Linked DNA regions of Mus musculus: all the other regions are linked to region 3. Evidence: chromatin contacts called from public Hi-C and HiChIP or PLAC-seq data. All regions are on one chromosome and are shown on one strand. Each heading gives the region's core, a stretch centred on a gene start, on an enhancer-like site or on the middle of the called end of the contact. The rest is flanking DNA. Distances are from core to core; before and after follow the strand shown.

Region 1 (4,446 bases), core at 1,767-4,266, 340 kb after region 3:
CTCAATGTGTGTGAATTCAGGCAGGCATTATGGAGTTTTAGAGGACAACCTCTGGTGTTGGTCCTCACAGGGTCTCTGTTTACCTTTGGACACCAGGATGTCTCCATCTCCCATTTCATTGGAGGAATGCTGGGACTACAAAATCAAGCAGGGTACCTAGCTCCTCGCTCTTCTGGGGTATGGCGCTCTGGAGTCAGAGCCTCGTGATTGTGTGTCAAGTGCTTAATTTCCAGCCTCCCCCACCCCCTTGAGACAGAATTTTGCTGTGGGGACCAGAGTGGCCTTGAGGTTAGTATCCTCTCTTCTCCTGAGTGCCGAGGTTGCAGGGATAGGCTGCACCTGGCTCCATTCAGGGTTTGCTTAATACAGGTGAGCAGGCCCAGGAGCATTTATAGATCTAAACTGCTACTCAAAGAAAGAGGCCAAAAAGGCTTTGGGGAATCTTTAAGCTGGGAAAACTCTTCTGAATCTGCTTCTAGGCTTAGGCTTTAAGTAACTGGCAACTTCCATTTCCTCTCTCTTGGGATGCTCAGCTCTTGGCCCAGAGCCACCATGCTGTAAGGAATCCCAAGCCACCCTGTGGTGCGGCCCACATGGAGGAGAAGCACAGGCCTGCCAGCTCTGAGCGTGCACCATCCTGAGAGTGGAGCTCAGTGCAGCTCCCCTGACCCACATGACACCACAGCATGCTCTGGGCCCCACACTAGATTCTGAGCCAAATAAATGAGTCTTGTTTTAGACCACCAACCCCGGGGTACCTTAGTAATAAGTAACAAAGTAACTTAGACATAGCAGAGTGCACAGATCTTAAAGGTTCTTTTCATATGTTTATAAAACCATGTAATTGTTAACTAGGCTGCATAGAGAAGGTCCGCATCTTTCTAAGACAGTTCTCTTGACAAATAGTACCTGGACTCTGATTCTACTGATTACTACTACTACTACTACTACTACTACTACCACTACCACTACTACTTTTTTGCAAAGATGTTTCTAAACTTAAGTGAATGCAAAACACTCTCTTCAGCATACTGATGAAGTCAGTAACTGTCTCTGATGTGGAGGCCAGGAGAGTGGAAGGTCGGTGGAAGACAGGCAGACTTCAGTCTGTAGCCACTGGATAGTAGGTTGGCAGGAAGAAGCTGATCTGCTCTTAAATCTGTCAGCAAAGCCGCCTTGTAAAAAACCAAGCCCAAGAGGCAAGCGCAAGAGCATGGGCTGCTCTCTCAGTACCTGTGATCCACCTGGGATCGGAGCACCCCAGGCCCAATTTGTCCCTATCCCAAACAACAGAGGCCAATAAAGGCTTCGGGGAATCTTGAAACTGGGTGGAGAGAGGACCCCTCCCTCACTTCCCAATCTGCTTCACCAATTGCTTTACTCCAAACTGTGGGCTGATTTCCATTAATCACACTTGGCCCTAATTACCCTGGAGCAACCATTCTTCCCCTGGCCTGGAGCTGGAATTTTAAGGGGCTATTGACAAAGCAGGTCCGTGGGTCTAAACAATAGTGGTAGCTTCAGGAAAAGGCTGGGTGAGGTGTCCATCCCCGGTCCTTTCCATCTACACTATGGAAGTTCCAGGCCTGCTGGTGATCTCCCCAGGTAGGAACCTGAGTTCCTCCACTAAATAGATTTTCCTTTTGTTGTCACATTAATTTGCAACTCATTAATAGTGACAGAAGTGAGGTACTGCAACGATGTCATTTGCATATTCATGAGTGACTTATTATTAAACAAATAAGATTTTCCTATCTTCGCAGCACCCAAAGTAAGGCTGAACAGCACATTACACCGGCCCCGTGCTTTATTCTCTCTTTAATATGTTAATAGATGCAGTTGATTTCTTTAAGTAAATACGCATCTATAAAACAACACGTACTTTATAAAAAAGAAATTTAAATAATAATCCATTAGCAAAGTTGGCAACAATTTAAGAGGAACAACCCATTAATACTAACGCGTGGGAATCAATTTGCGAATTTTTAACTCGGGTGGTGGGTTGCGGACGATTGAGGGGGAGGACTGCAAGTGTTGTGTGAGCTTAAAAAAAAAAAAACATTTTAGTGAGTTTCAGGAGACAAGGACTGAGATCCTTTCCATGTTTCGGGTGCCGGCTCCCCGGAGGTGGAAAACTGTCCGAGTCTTCACCTCCACACCTGCCTTTTCCCTGCGTCCTCTGGAGATCCGAGCCGTGGGCTGACATCTAGCACGTGGCTTTCCACCGGGCCCCTAGGCTGCCCAGCAGCACAGAGTTAGGCGGGGTGGGGGTGGGGCAAGGCCTGGCGTCTAAGCGCCTCTCCTCCCGGGGCTGAGGCTGGGGCTCTCCCCTCCTGCCCTCCATCCCTCGACACCGGCTTCATCACAGCCGGTTCTTTCCAGCTAGGGTCAGGGTGGCCTCCCCCCGCGGTGTCGCGGAGCTCAGGGCCAACCGCGCACCCTTATCTCGGCCGAGTCAGACACTCGCCGCGCGGAATCTGTTGACATTTACTATTGTTCGCAGGAGTCCGGAGCGCCGGGCGGGAGCGAGCGGGCGGGCGGGCGGGGCGAGCCGAGGGAGGGCCGCAAGTGGGAGGCCTGCGCTCCACGTGTGTGCGCGCGCGCGCGTGCTCGCCGGGGGGGTGGGGAGGGCCGTCTGCCTGGAAAATAAAAGTGGCCGGCGGGCCCGGAAGCTTCCAAAGCCGGCTGAGCGGCCCACGCCGGGAATTGAAGTGGTGGCGCGCGGGGGTGGGGTGGGGGGAGGTGGGTGCAGGAAGGAAGACTGGGCAAGCGGGCCGTGGGCTCGGCGGGGGAGGGGTGGGGACAGCTCCAGCCGCACGGCCCCCGGTGACCCACAGGACACAAGTGCATTTGTGCCTAGCCGTGGTAGGGATTAAAGTGCCATACGGCCCGAGCGAGGGGGGCGAGGCGGGTAGAAAACAACCAGCGCGCACAAAGCGCGCATTGTTCCAGCCACCTCCATTATGCCGCGCTGCAGCCAAGAGCCTGTTTCGCAACTGCCGTCCCGGCGATTGGGCGCGCGCGCGTACACACACACACACACACACACACACACACACACCTCCCTGACCAAGGCAGGGTGCACTCCATCGGGACTGGGAAGGGCTGCCCGGGTGGGTTGTGAGTAATGGGGACTCGCGGGTATCTTGAAGAGCTCGGCTGAGCTCTTTATCGGTTTTCGTCCTCGTCTTCTCGGCACTTTTCGTTTTTTTCTGGCTCCTGCCCCGAGCGCACCCCGGAGCGAGGAGCTTCCCCTGGGGAGGAGGCGACGGCGGGGGTGTGAAGTGGAGAGGGCGCGCTCTCAACCGCTGTCACCCGCGGATCGCAGCCCCAGGCGCACAGCGCTCGCCTGCTCTGCTGAAGACACGTGCGCAGCAGGAACGGGGACAGCATCCTTGCTTTCCAAGGAGAGGCTCCGGGAGCACCCACTCCAAGGCTTCCTGGCACTCTGGGACTTCCCCCTGTCGGGAGCGGAAGCTGTGGAATCCCGCACAGCGCTGCCTGGCCTGCCCGGGCGTGCGTGCCAAGTGGGCCAGCTCAGTCTCCTTTACACTAACCACACAGGGCCCAGGCCCTGGCCTCCTCTCTCTGTGGCATCAAGCGCCCTGCTTAAGCACGCTGAGAGGGAATTTAAGCCTGGGCAGCAACAGAAGAAGGTTCCCTTCTCCTTTGGGTGCAGAGTAGGGGGAGGACTAGAAGCCACCCCACTTTCCAGACCCCCTGCTGAGCCCTCTTGGTGGGCAGGTGGGGATCGAAGGCGCCCAGGCTCCGCAAGCTAGCGAAGTCTGGTTTCCTTTACGTTTTACAAGCTATAAATAAACTTCCCCTTGGGCGGATGAGCGCTGCGTCCAAGGGCGGCTTCCCGCCGAATCCGGCGGGCGGTTTACGATCTGGGCCAGGAGCTGGTCTTACGGCGGCCTGAGCCTAGGGTGGGGCGATGGCTCAGGGAAAGCTCAGAGGTCGTCCAGGAGTGGTCGAGTGACCCTCCTCTTCCCTGCGGGGCTGAGGCGCCTCAGCTCTGAGGGCTGGGGGTGGAGCCAGTTGATTTATGAGCCGTCACCCCACCCCGCCCCTCCCGTTTCACTTGTTTTCCTCATCTTCTCTAGCTCAAGCCCTGTTCCCAAAGCCTCACCCCGCAACCCTGCCCAGTGAGGGTTTGGCAACACCGGGCGGCTAGAGCACTGGCCGAGGGGCCCCGGGCGAGGAAGGGGGTGCAAGGGTGTGGGTGAAGCCTTTGGTGTTTTTTCATCCCTCCCACCCCACTCCCGTACCTCCTCCCAGAGCAGGCTAGCCAGCCTAGCCGGACAAAGCTGGGTGGCCAAAAAGCCTGAGAGGCTGAGATAAAGGGCTGGCCTCTAGGGGTGGGAAAATCCCAAGCGTTTGGGGTAGATCCCTGACTTTCTCAAGGTCACCGGGCGGGGGACTGGAACCATTGGCTCATACCAG
Region 2 (4,432 bases), core at 616-3,115, 460 kb after region 3:
ACACAGGAGACAAGACTCTCTGATGCTGCCTGCCTGAGTGTCAGCAGCACCCTGAGGGTCCCTGTGGCTTTGTGTTCCCGGAACGATGATTTGTTTGACAACTGGCTTTCCTTCCAGACTGATCTTCCAGCCTGGCACTAGGTGTGAGTCCTTTGAGGCCCGGCAGGGCTGTGGAGAGAAGGAGGAGGCACCTTGGGCCACCAGGTTGGGCCACTCTCTAATTATGATGGCCTCATAAAGGAAGTCCAGAGCCAAAGGGTGAGGAAGGTTTTTGGTCTCAGGCAGGAACGAAAGTGTTACAGATCATGAGGGATGAAGAAGTTAAGTGCTGGCCAAGCAAGCCCAATAAAGTGGATTTATTCTGTGCCACACAAAAGATTTTTAATAAGCATGGAGAAAGGTGCCCTAGCCCCCCACACTGGCCACCACGTTTCAGATGTCCTGTGGGAGCCAAAAACAACACTCAGGAGCCTGGAAGACTGGGAGGAGGCCTTGGCTTTGTTTTGTAGTTCTCCTGGGGTCAGAGAGGGCTTCTCTGGTGAGTGACAGCCCAAGGTGGTTCACGTGCTGGTGGGACAGCAGTAAACAACCCTTTTGGATACGTTGCTCAAGGATAACTGGGTGTGACACTTACCTTGGGCTCCTTTCTGGCTTTCTCTAAGAATCTAGAACCTTACATTAGTTTGACAATTAGCCTTTGGGCTCCTAAAAGCTTATGGGGGAAAGCCAGAAAGATTTATTTTACCTGTGGCACTTGGAATCAGTATGTAGGGGCCTTTCTTCTGTGAGGACTACTCTGTGGCTCACAGAGCTTTCGAAAACAGTTGGTCTACCCTGCTTGATCTCACAGTTTCCTATTCTCTTTCCTCTATAGGTGATCTTGGAGAGCTGAGGCGTGCTGGCCCACCCAGGACAGGAAGGGCACCATTCTAGGACATCAAGGAGGACACTAGCCTGCTTGTCATAGTGTTAGGATTTGACTGGTTGTGTTAAAGGTAAGGTGGTAGGCAGAGAATTGAGTGGCTTTTAGCCAGTGCCGTACAGTGTGACAATACTGGCTGTGGCCTCGGCTTCGTCTTTCCATGACATCTGTGTGTGATACATTTGCTAAGAGCTCCAACAAAGATGACCCAGAGGATGGGGCGGGTTTTCCCCTCTCAGAGAAGGAGATACGCCCCAGTGCCAGTGACTGCTGGTATTCACTTAGCCAGTGAGCTTTGCACTTTGTTGATTCAAACTGTAAAGTCAGGCTGGAGGAGACTGAGCTACACCATACAGAAAATTGTGTTTCTAAGCCAGCTCTTGTCTGTTGCTTCTAAGTATCATGTTTTGAGAGCTAGCTTTCCAGCCCAGGCTGGCCTCAAACTTGCTATTCTCCTGCCTCAGCCTCCCCAGTGCTGGGAGTAGAGGCATGAACACCAGACCAAGTTTTTTTTTGCAAAGGTTTTCTCTTATTCCTACCTCCCCCTAGACCTGGTTTTAAATGGACGCAGGTGGAACACATGGTAAGGTGGCATGAAGAAAGAGAAGAAAGTAAGGTGAGGGGGAGGAGGGTGTACAGGTCTCATTACACATTGATCGTGGCTGGACAGTTGCTCTTTCCAACTTGGAATCCTGGGGACTCCTCCTCTGGAACTGTGTCATGGGAAGGTGGGAGGATAGAGAGGTGAAGAAAGGTTTCGAAGGAGGTAGAAAACTCTCACAGAGCTCTTGGCTTGTAACTTGTTTCTGGAAAGATTAAAAAAAAACATCGTGATTATGTCAATAAAAGGAAACAGACAAACAAAGCTATGACACCTTGCTTGTGCAGAAATGACTTGACTTAGGCGACCTTAGGTTTCAGGAACAACAAAGAAGAGTCAAAGTATGTTTGGCATTTCCTGCTTTGGAGTTCACTCTTTCGCTGGTCACCTAAGTGCTTAGATACCTTTTCAACTGAACCTTTTTACTCATTGTTTGTACCCTTCCTTCGTTCTTTTCTGTCTGTCTCTCATGGGCACATGTGCATGAAGGTGTGTGCGCGTGTGGGCACATGTACACGCCACATGCACGTGGAGGCTGGAAGATGACATCTCTCATCTTCTGCCTCCCTCCTTCTTAGTTTTTGAGACAATGAATGCAGAGCTCACTGGTTGGCTAAGTTGGGGGATAACAGGCTTCTAAGATCTTCCGAGGTTCCCCAGCCCCCAGATCTGGGATTACAGACAAGTACCACCATGCCTGGCTTTAATGTAAGTTCTGGAGATCTGAATTCAGGTCCATATGCTCATGGGACAGGCACTTTTTCTGGCTGAGCCATCTCCACTGCCCTGCGCCCTCTTTATTTTGATTTTACACACTCTTATAATATACTAGGGGATTCTACAATTTCTTCTGTCTCTGCTTTTGTTTCCATTTGGATTTCTGGCTTGGATCAGAACTAGAAAGGAAGAGGAACAAGCTTGGGGAAAGTTAAAGAATTCAGATTTGGGCATAGACTAGCAGGCTTCTGAGATAGCAGCACAGCAGGGACTGTGGAGCAAAAGACGAATAAATAGGAGCAAACTGAATAAGAAAAAAAAGAAATAAAAAAGAAAGGAAAGGCCATGACTGCTCCTAGGTATGGTGGAGAAAGTTTATTATAAGTATAAGGGAGAGCATAGCCAGAGGCAGACACATCTGGGAGAGTCCAGAGTGGTCATGACCCTGAACCATGTGGGGAGAGTGGGAGGGGAAGGGAGAGAGGGAAGCCAAATACAGCAGCCAGGAGGACAAAGGTACAAAAGGGTCAGGTAACCAAAATGACTGGATCATATACGGAAAAGCCTCTGGGAGAATGGCAGCCCAGCTTCTGGGAGAGTTCAGGGTAGGGGGTGTGGTATGCCAGCCAAGCCCTGGAACAGGTAAGGACTGAAGGATGCTGGGAGAACCTGGTGTTCGGGTCTACCTTGATATGTTAAATAGGCACCCCAGCTACTTGTCCTGGGTTTGACACTGAGCTCTGTGAGAATGTGGCCCCTAACACAGGATCACACTCTTTCTCTACACGAGCCAGAGTTGTCCACGGTCAGGGTGAGTGGGCCACCAAGACAACATCAACTGTGTCAGTGCCACATGAAGGATAGGGGTCCATAAAACATATGGCTTCACTTGGATTTGTTAAAAAAATAAGTGGGTGTTTGTTGACCTTGCTTACAGGGGGTGGATGCTGCCCTCCCCTGTCAAAGCATTTCTTTAAAAGAACACTTACTGGGTCAGGGGGATGGCTCAGTGGGTAAAAGTATTTGCTGCACAAGTCTGGTCACTGGTCTCCCCCCTCCCACAACATGTAAAAAACCTCATCTGTACCAGCCATTCCCACCATGAGGTGGGAGGTGGAGACAGAAGAGTCACCTGGGAGCTCAACACTTGAGTGCCAGCAAGCCTAGATATCTAAGCAGAAATCCAAGAGCAATCCTTCCTGAAAACCAAAGAGGAAAGAACTTATACCTGAGATTGTCTGCTTAGCTCTGTACATTCACCAGGGCATTCCCCCACCCCCACCCCCACCCCCTCGCACCCTCCTACACATAAGAAAACAGGAGGCCACTTTTCTTTGAGTCTGGTCAGTAAGGGGTTAATGTTTTCCCTAAATGTTGCATCTTAAAGATAAGACATTTTCTGCTGCTTATGGGAGAAAAATGCACCCAATCTCACTTAACATAAAGGCAGGACATTCCTTTCAATGGGATTAGTAAGAAGTGTGCCCATTACAGCCTTCAGTTAGACAACAATTGAGCTGCAGTGCTGTCCCCTAGCTTGCATGAGAGAGGGGGCAGGTTCAAGAATCAGAAATAGGGAGTTCTGAGCATGGAGATGGGGACTCTTCTGGTCTGGAGAAGCCCACACCAACACTGGATGTTTATGGATGGCCGGAATGGCCCGTGGATCTTTTTCCCCTCAAAGAGACAGAAGTCATTTTAGGAATAAAATGTCCCCACATGAAGCAGATGCCACCAAATTCTACCCTCTATGGAGTCTGAAGAGAGCTGAGAGCAGTGCTTAGACTCCCAGATTGCACCCCAATGTCTGACTCTACTCTGACCTCTCTGCAAAACTCAGTCTTGTCCAGTTACCACTCCATCACTCTGGGTGACTGTGAAGAGTTCCCATCCCCCAACCCAGACATTCCTGAGAACCCCCTGTAGTTCATAAAGAGAAGTGTTTATGAACCAATTGCCCACAGTCTGGCATTTCTCAGGTACTCGATAATTTGTAGGCAGGCAGGCAGGCAGGCAGGCAGGCAGGCAGGCAGGCAGGCAGGCAGGAAGGAAGGAAGGAAGGAAGGGGAAGGGAAAGGAAGGGAAGGGAGGAAGGAAGGAAGGAGTATAGTGGTACAGTACATAGGTTCATGTTGGAACTACTGGTGGCAGGGAGCTTTCAAATATGCTAATGTGAGTTGGGGAGATGCTCA
Region 3 (4,348 bases), core at 128-2,627:
GACGGGGCTCCGGAAAGGGCTCCCAGCCGTGCCTGGTTACTGGGGCTACCATTTCCCTTTCTTCCTTGCTTATAGGAGCTCTTGATAACTATGCAGTGACTTGGATGAGTGTCTCCCAAAGTCAAAGTGTGTTAAAGGCTTAGTCCACAGGGTGGTGCTATTGGAAGGTGATGGAATCTTTGAGAGGCGGAGCCTAGTGCGAGGTCCTTGGTCACTAGGGGTGTGCCCTTTGACCTGGATCCCAGTTCATAAGATAAATTGCCTGCTCTGCCCTGAACTCACATTGTGACGGGCTGCCTCAAACTAGTTAGCCCGCCTAATCCCCAAACAGAACGTCCAGAACCATGAATCAAAAGAAACCTTTTCTTTCTATAAGTTAATTGTCCCAAGTGTTTTCTTATAGTAACCTACAGCTGAACAATACAGGCTGTATATTCCTTAACCAAAAGAAAAACTAGCCCAAAGTTTGCTCTAGCCAAACAATTCAACGGCAACACACAGCACAACAAACAAAGCTGAGAGCTGGGATGCGTGAGTATTTGTTGCAAGAAGAGTCAATCGAAGACGATCGAATGAATTTAAAGCAGCTAAAATCCGCACAGAACCTCCTAGTTCCTTCTCCACCTCCACCACACTAGGGTAGCTTGGAAGCTAGAGAAAGAGGGATAAAATCCTTTAGGCAAGCATTCTTCCCCCGGCCAGAATCTTAGTGAAGGTTGGGGGATCCACCAGGCAGCTCCATGGGGGCACCCAGGGGACCTTAGTCCGAGCAGCTCCTACTGATTCATTTTCTTGAAAGGAGCTAATCCTTGCTCTCTCTCTCTGAGGGAGGCCTCTGCCACAGCTTAGCTTCCTCACAAATGTCAAATGACCTCATCCTTATGCCTCCTGTGCAGTCGGAGTGTAATAAAAACAATGGATGCACACGCAAAGTTCAGGCCTAGCCATCCTGCACTTAATTGGATTCGAGGAGAGGAAGCAATACTTTCTCCCTCAATAGCCTCACCTCCCATAATCCCTTCTCCAGTGGAACCGCCCCTACCACTACTGACGTCACAATGTGGTTCACAGACTCACCACGTCCACATCACCTGGGTGCTAGCTACGAATAAACAGTCTCGGACCCCCAGACCTACTATCTGGGCTGTCACCAGCTTCCTGATGTGGGTGCCTATTGCAGGCTATGGAGGAGGATGCTTTGCCAGTTGAGAGACATACAGATGGCTACATACCACACCCAGAGATTCTGAAGTCAGTGGTGTGAGAAAGGATGGGGCTTCAGAAGAATTTCAAACTCTCCTGAGAATCTACACTGAGTAGTCCTGAGAGCCTTCAACAGGGTAGGGGATAGGAATTTATTCCCAAAGGATTTGTGGCTTGCAGCTGGGGTGGCCATAACATTCCTCACACATGAGCTGGCATCGGACCTCCCCAGAAGGCTTGTCACAGAGCCGGCCTTTGCAATCAGCAGGCCTGGGAATTTGGTTTTCAGTAGCTGTTGCTACTTTGCTTTGTGCTAGGAATTTTGCTCAGGGCTATGGGTGGATCTCAGAGTCTTTCTTACACATCAGGGTAGCCAACTGCTCTACCACTGAGCTACACCCCCAGTCCTGAAAGTGTGTCCGTCTTTCTCTCTCTCTCTCTCTCTCTCTCTCTCTCTCTCTCTCTCTCTCTCTCTTTCTTTCTTTCTTTCTTCTTTCTTTTTCTTTCTCTCTTTCTTTCTTTTTTTCCGAGACAGGGTTTCTCTGTGTATCTCTGGCTGTCCTGGAACTCACTCTGTAGACCAGGCTGGCCTGGAACTCAGAAATCCACTACCTCTGCCTCCCAAATGCAGGGATTAAAGGCATGGGCTACCACTGCCTGACAACTCTAAAACTCTTAAACCCCCAAAATAAAAGCCTAAAATTAAAAAAAAAAACAAAAACCCAAAAACCCTAACACACTCTAAGATCCTTAAAAAAAAAAAAAAAAAAAAAAAACAGAAAAAACACTAAACATACACTAAAACACCCAACTCTAAAACACTCTTCTAAAAACCCTACAAAACCCTTTTTAAAAAAACTCTAGCCAGACGAAGGTGGCACACGCCTTTAATCCCAGCACTTGGGAGGCAGAGGCAGGCTGATTTCTAAGTTTGAGACCAGCCTGGTCTACAAAGTGAGTTCCAGGACAGCCAGGGATACACAGAGAAACCCTGTCTCGAAAAAAAACAAAAACAAAAAACAAAACAAAACAAAACAAAAAAACCCACACAAGAACCAAAAATGACCCTAAAACTTTTTTTTTTTCCCAGATAGGGTTTCTCTGTGTATTCCTGGCTGTCCTGGAGCTCCCTCTGTAGACCAGGCTGGCCTCGAACTCCGAAATCTGCCTGCCTCTGCCTCCCAAGTGCTGGGATTAAAGGCGTGCGCCACCACAGCCCGGCTGAAAATGTGTATTTCTAATGAGTTCCTTGGTGAAACAGATGGTTTGGAAACCTCACAGAGGAACACTAGGAAGGATTCTTGGCTTCACCTCTTGAACCTTCTCCTCAGCCCATCTGTGTACTTGTTTATAAATATAAAATGGACTGAGAAACACCCCACCCTTTGGTCTGGAAGTGTAGCATAATCACAAAGCACTGCCTAGCAAACACAGGTTCTGGGCTCCATCCCTAACACTGGAGGGGGGGGGGGACCCTTCCACCCTTGGTATCTAACATTCCCCAGTATCTGAAGGGACTTTCATTACCAACCATTTCTCCAAGGCTGTCTGATAGCTCTGACCCATCATTAGCAAGGATCCTCTTAACAGTGTACCCAGATCCCCGCTTATGCCTGAAGCCACCTCTTAGTTCTTTTCCATCCTCGTTTCTTGCCTGTAGATCATTCAGGCTTGAACCTGATTTATCTCCCCACCGTAAGACACCCCTGTACCCCGCTGCCGAGGTCCCTGTATCTACTGCGATAGCTCTGAACACAAGCTTGGCCTAGTGACCTTCAATAGGGGTCACCTTTTTCTTTTTCTTTTTAAATGTAGTCCCTTTAACTCCACCTAACCTAGATGATCCTCATGACAGGCCTCTGAGGTCATCATCCGGACCTGGGTTAAGAAATGCAGAAAGTGAGGCACAGGGCAGAGATAAGTGATTTGCCTGAGGTAGCCTAGCTATAATGAGTGTGGAAGGCGGAGCTAGCTCTGGGGCCCTAATTCTCTGCCAGGTGCAGTTCAGTTTAGGAATGAGTTTGTTTTAAGAACAACCTGGGGCTCTTTCTTCTGCCAGAGCCTTCCTCTCAGCCATATCAGCACAATCAGGCAGGGGAAAGCACCAGAAGGTCCTGCATCCTCCTTCTTGTCCTCTGGGGCGTGTTTCCCAGCTGCTCAGGGCCTGCTGCTGTTCCCTAAAGAGCCGCCTCCATGCCTTTTCCTGAAACATCCGCATTCCTTCTTCCACCTTCAAAAGAACTGCCCTGTCACGGCACACAGGTGAGCTCGGTCCCTCCCAGGGCCACCTGCCTTTAATACCAGGTTGTGACAAAGTGATAAGACCTATCATGTGACAGTTAAAGTATTCATGCCAGAGCCCCCGATGATTCAGCCATTCACTCCTCCGGCCATTCCGCTATTATCCATAGAACATTCCTGATGCTGGGAATTGAAACACAGACCGTCTTTGTGCATAATTTTAAAAAAGTAATAATAATTACAAGCTATATCCACTCTGTAGAAATAATACTTCAGATGTCTAATTAGGGGGCTTAGTTTTTTGGGGGGTTGTTTGTTTTTTGTTTTTTGGGAGGCGTAGGACAAGGTGTCATTATAAGAGTTTGAGGCTAGGCTGGCCTCAAACTCTTGACAATCTCCTGCCACCGGAGCACTAGGATATAGGGCTATATGGCTACAGTGAGCTTCAATAGTTGAATTTGGATTTTCTGCCTTTAAAAAGTCCATGAGGGGGCTGGAGAGATGGCTCAGAGGTTAAGAGCACTGACTGCTCTTCCAGAGGTCCTGAGTTCAATTCCCAGCACCCACATGGTGGCTCACAACCATCTGTAATGAGATCTGATGTCCTCTTCTGGTCTGCCCGAAGACAGCAATAGTGTACTCACATACATAAAATAAATAAATCAATCTTTAAAGAAAGAAAGAGCTGGGCAGTGGTGGCGCATGCCTTTAATCCCAGCACTTGGGAGGTAGAAGCAGGTAGATTTCTGTGTTCGAGGAGGCCAGACTGATCCATGACAAAAGTCTATGAGATCATTCATGATTTATTATAGGACAGGTTTTTTTGTACAGGGATTTTGCCCAGCTCTAGGTTAATGTAAGTGTTAGGATACAGTGGGCTGACACAAAGAGTTGAAGGGGCTTG

The links. A called contact is a pair of places that touch in the nucleus more often than the background predicts. HiChIP or PLAC-seq counts read pairs in DNA pulled down with a chosen protein or histone mark.
Region 1: a contact with region 3 is called in a Hi-C map of the N1E-115 cell line, with 7 times the contacts expected there. The contact joins two enhancer-like sites. A contact is called at or near these places in 1 of 15 datasets of contacts at CTCF or cohesin (large pre-B cells), 6 of 484 Hi-C or Micro-C datasets (the HL-1 cell line, the N1E-115 cell line, differentiating embryonic stem cells and 1 more) and 4 of 115 datasets of contacts at active chromatin or transcription factors (double positive thymocytes, embryonic stem cells and large pre-B cells).
Region 2: an H3K27ac HiChIP or PLAC-seq map of trophoblast stem cells shows a contact between it and region 3, with 4 times the contacts expected there. The contact joins two enhancer-like sites. A contact is called at or near these places in 4 of 484 Hi-C or Micro-C datasets (embryonic stem cells and liver) and 2 of 115 datasets of contacts at active chromatin or transcription factors (embryonic stem cells and trophoblast stem cells).

Annotation. Positions count from the first base shown.
Region 1 is chrX:12,005,356-12,009,801 of GRCm38.p6, reverse strand. No RefSeq gene overlaps it. Among named protein-coding and RNA genes, the nearest start is that of Gm34301, 5.4 kb to the right of the region's middle. Within about 2 kb of position 3,016, at least 320 of the 459 cell types and tissues checked have an H3K27ac peak or open chromatin away from gene starts, as enhancers often do. A contact at or near this core is called in the N1E-115 cell line, where this site is marked.
Region 2 is chrX:11,889,309-11,893,740 of GRCm38.p6, reverse strand. Gm52427 (a long non-coding RNA gene) reads left to right here. Exons shown (of 3, transcript XR_003953078.1): 2 at 875-995. Among named protein-coding and RNA genes, the nearest start is that of Gm52427, 3.7 kb to the left of the region's middle. Within about 2 kb of position 1,865, at least 1 of the 459 cell types and tissues checked has an H3K27ac peak or open chromatin away from gene starts, as enhancers often do. A contact at or near this core is called in trophoblast stem cells, where this site is marked.
Region 3 is chrX:12,344,135-12,348,482 of GRCm38.p6, reverse strand. All of the region lies in intron 1 of Gm14635 (predicted gene 14635), which reads left to right. Among named protein-coding and RNA genes, the nearest start is that of Gm14635, 8.7 kb to the left of the region's middle. Within about 2 kb of position 1,377, at least 30 of the 459 cell types and tissues checked have an H3K27ac peak or open chromatin away from gene starts, as enhancers often do. A contact at or near this core is called in the N1E-115 cell line and trophoblast stem cells, where this site is marked.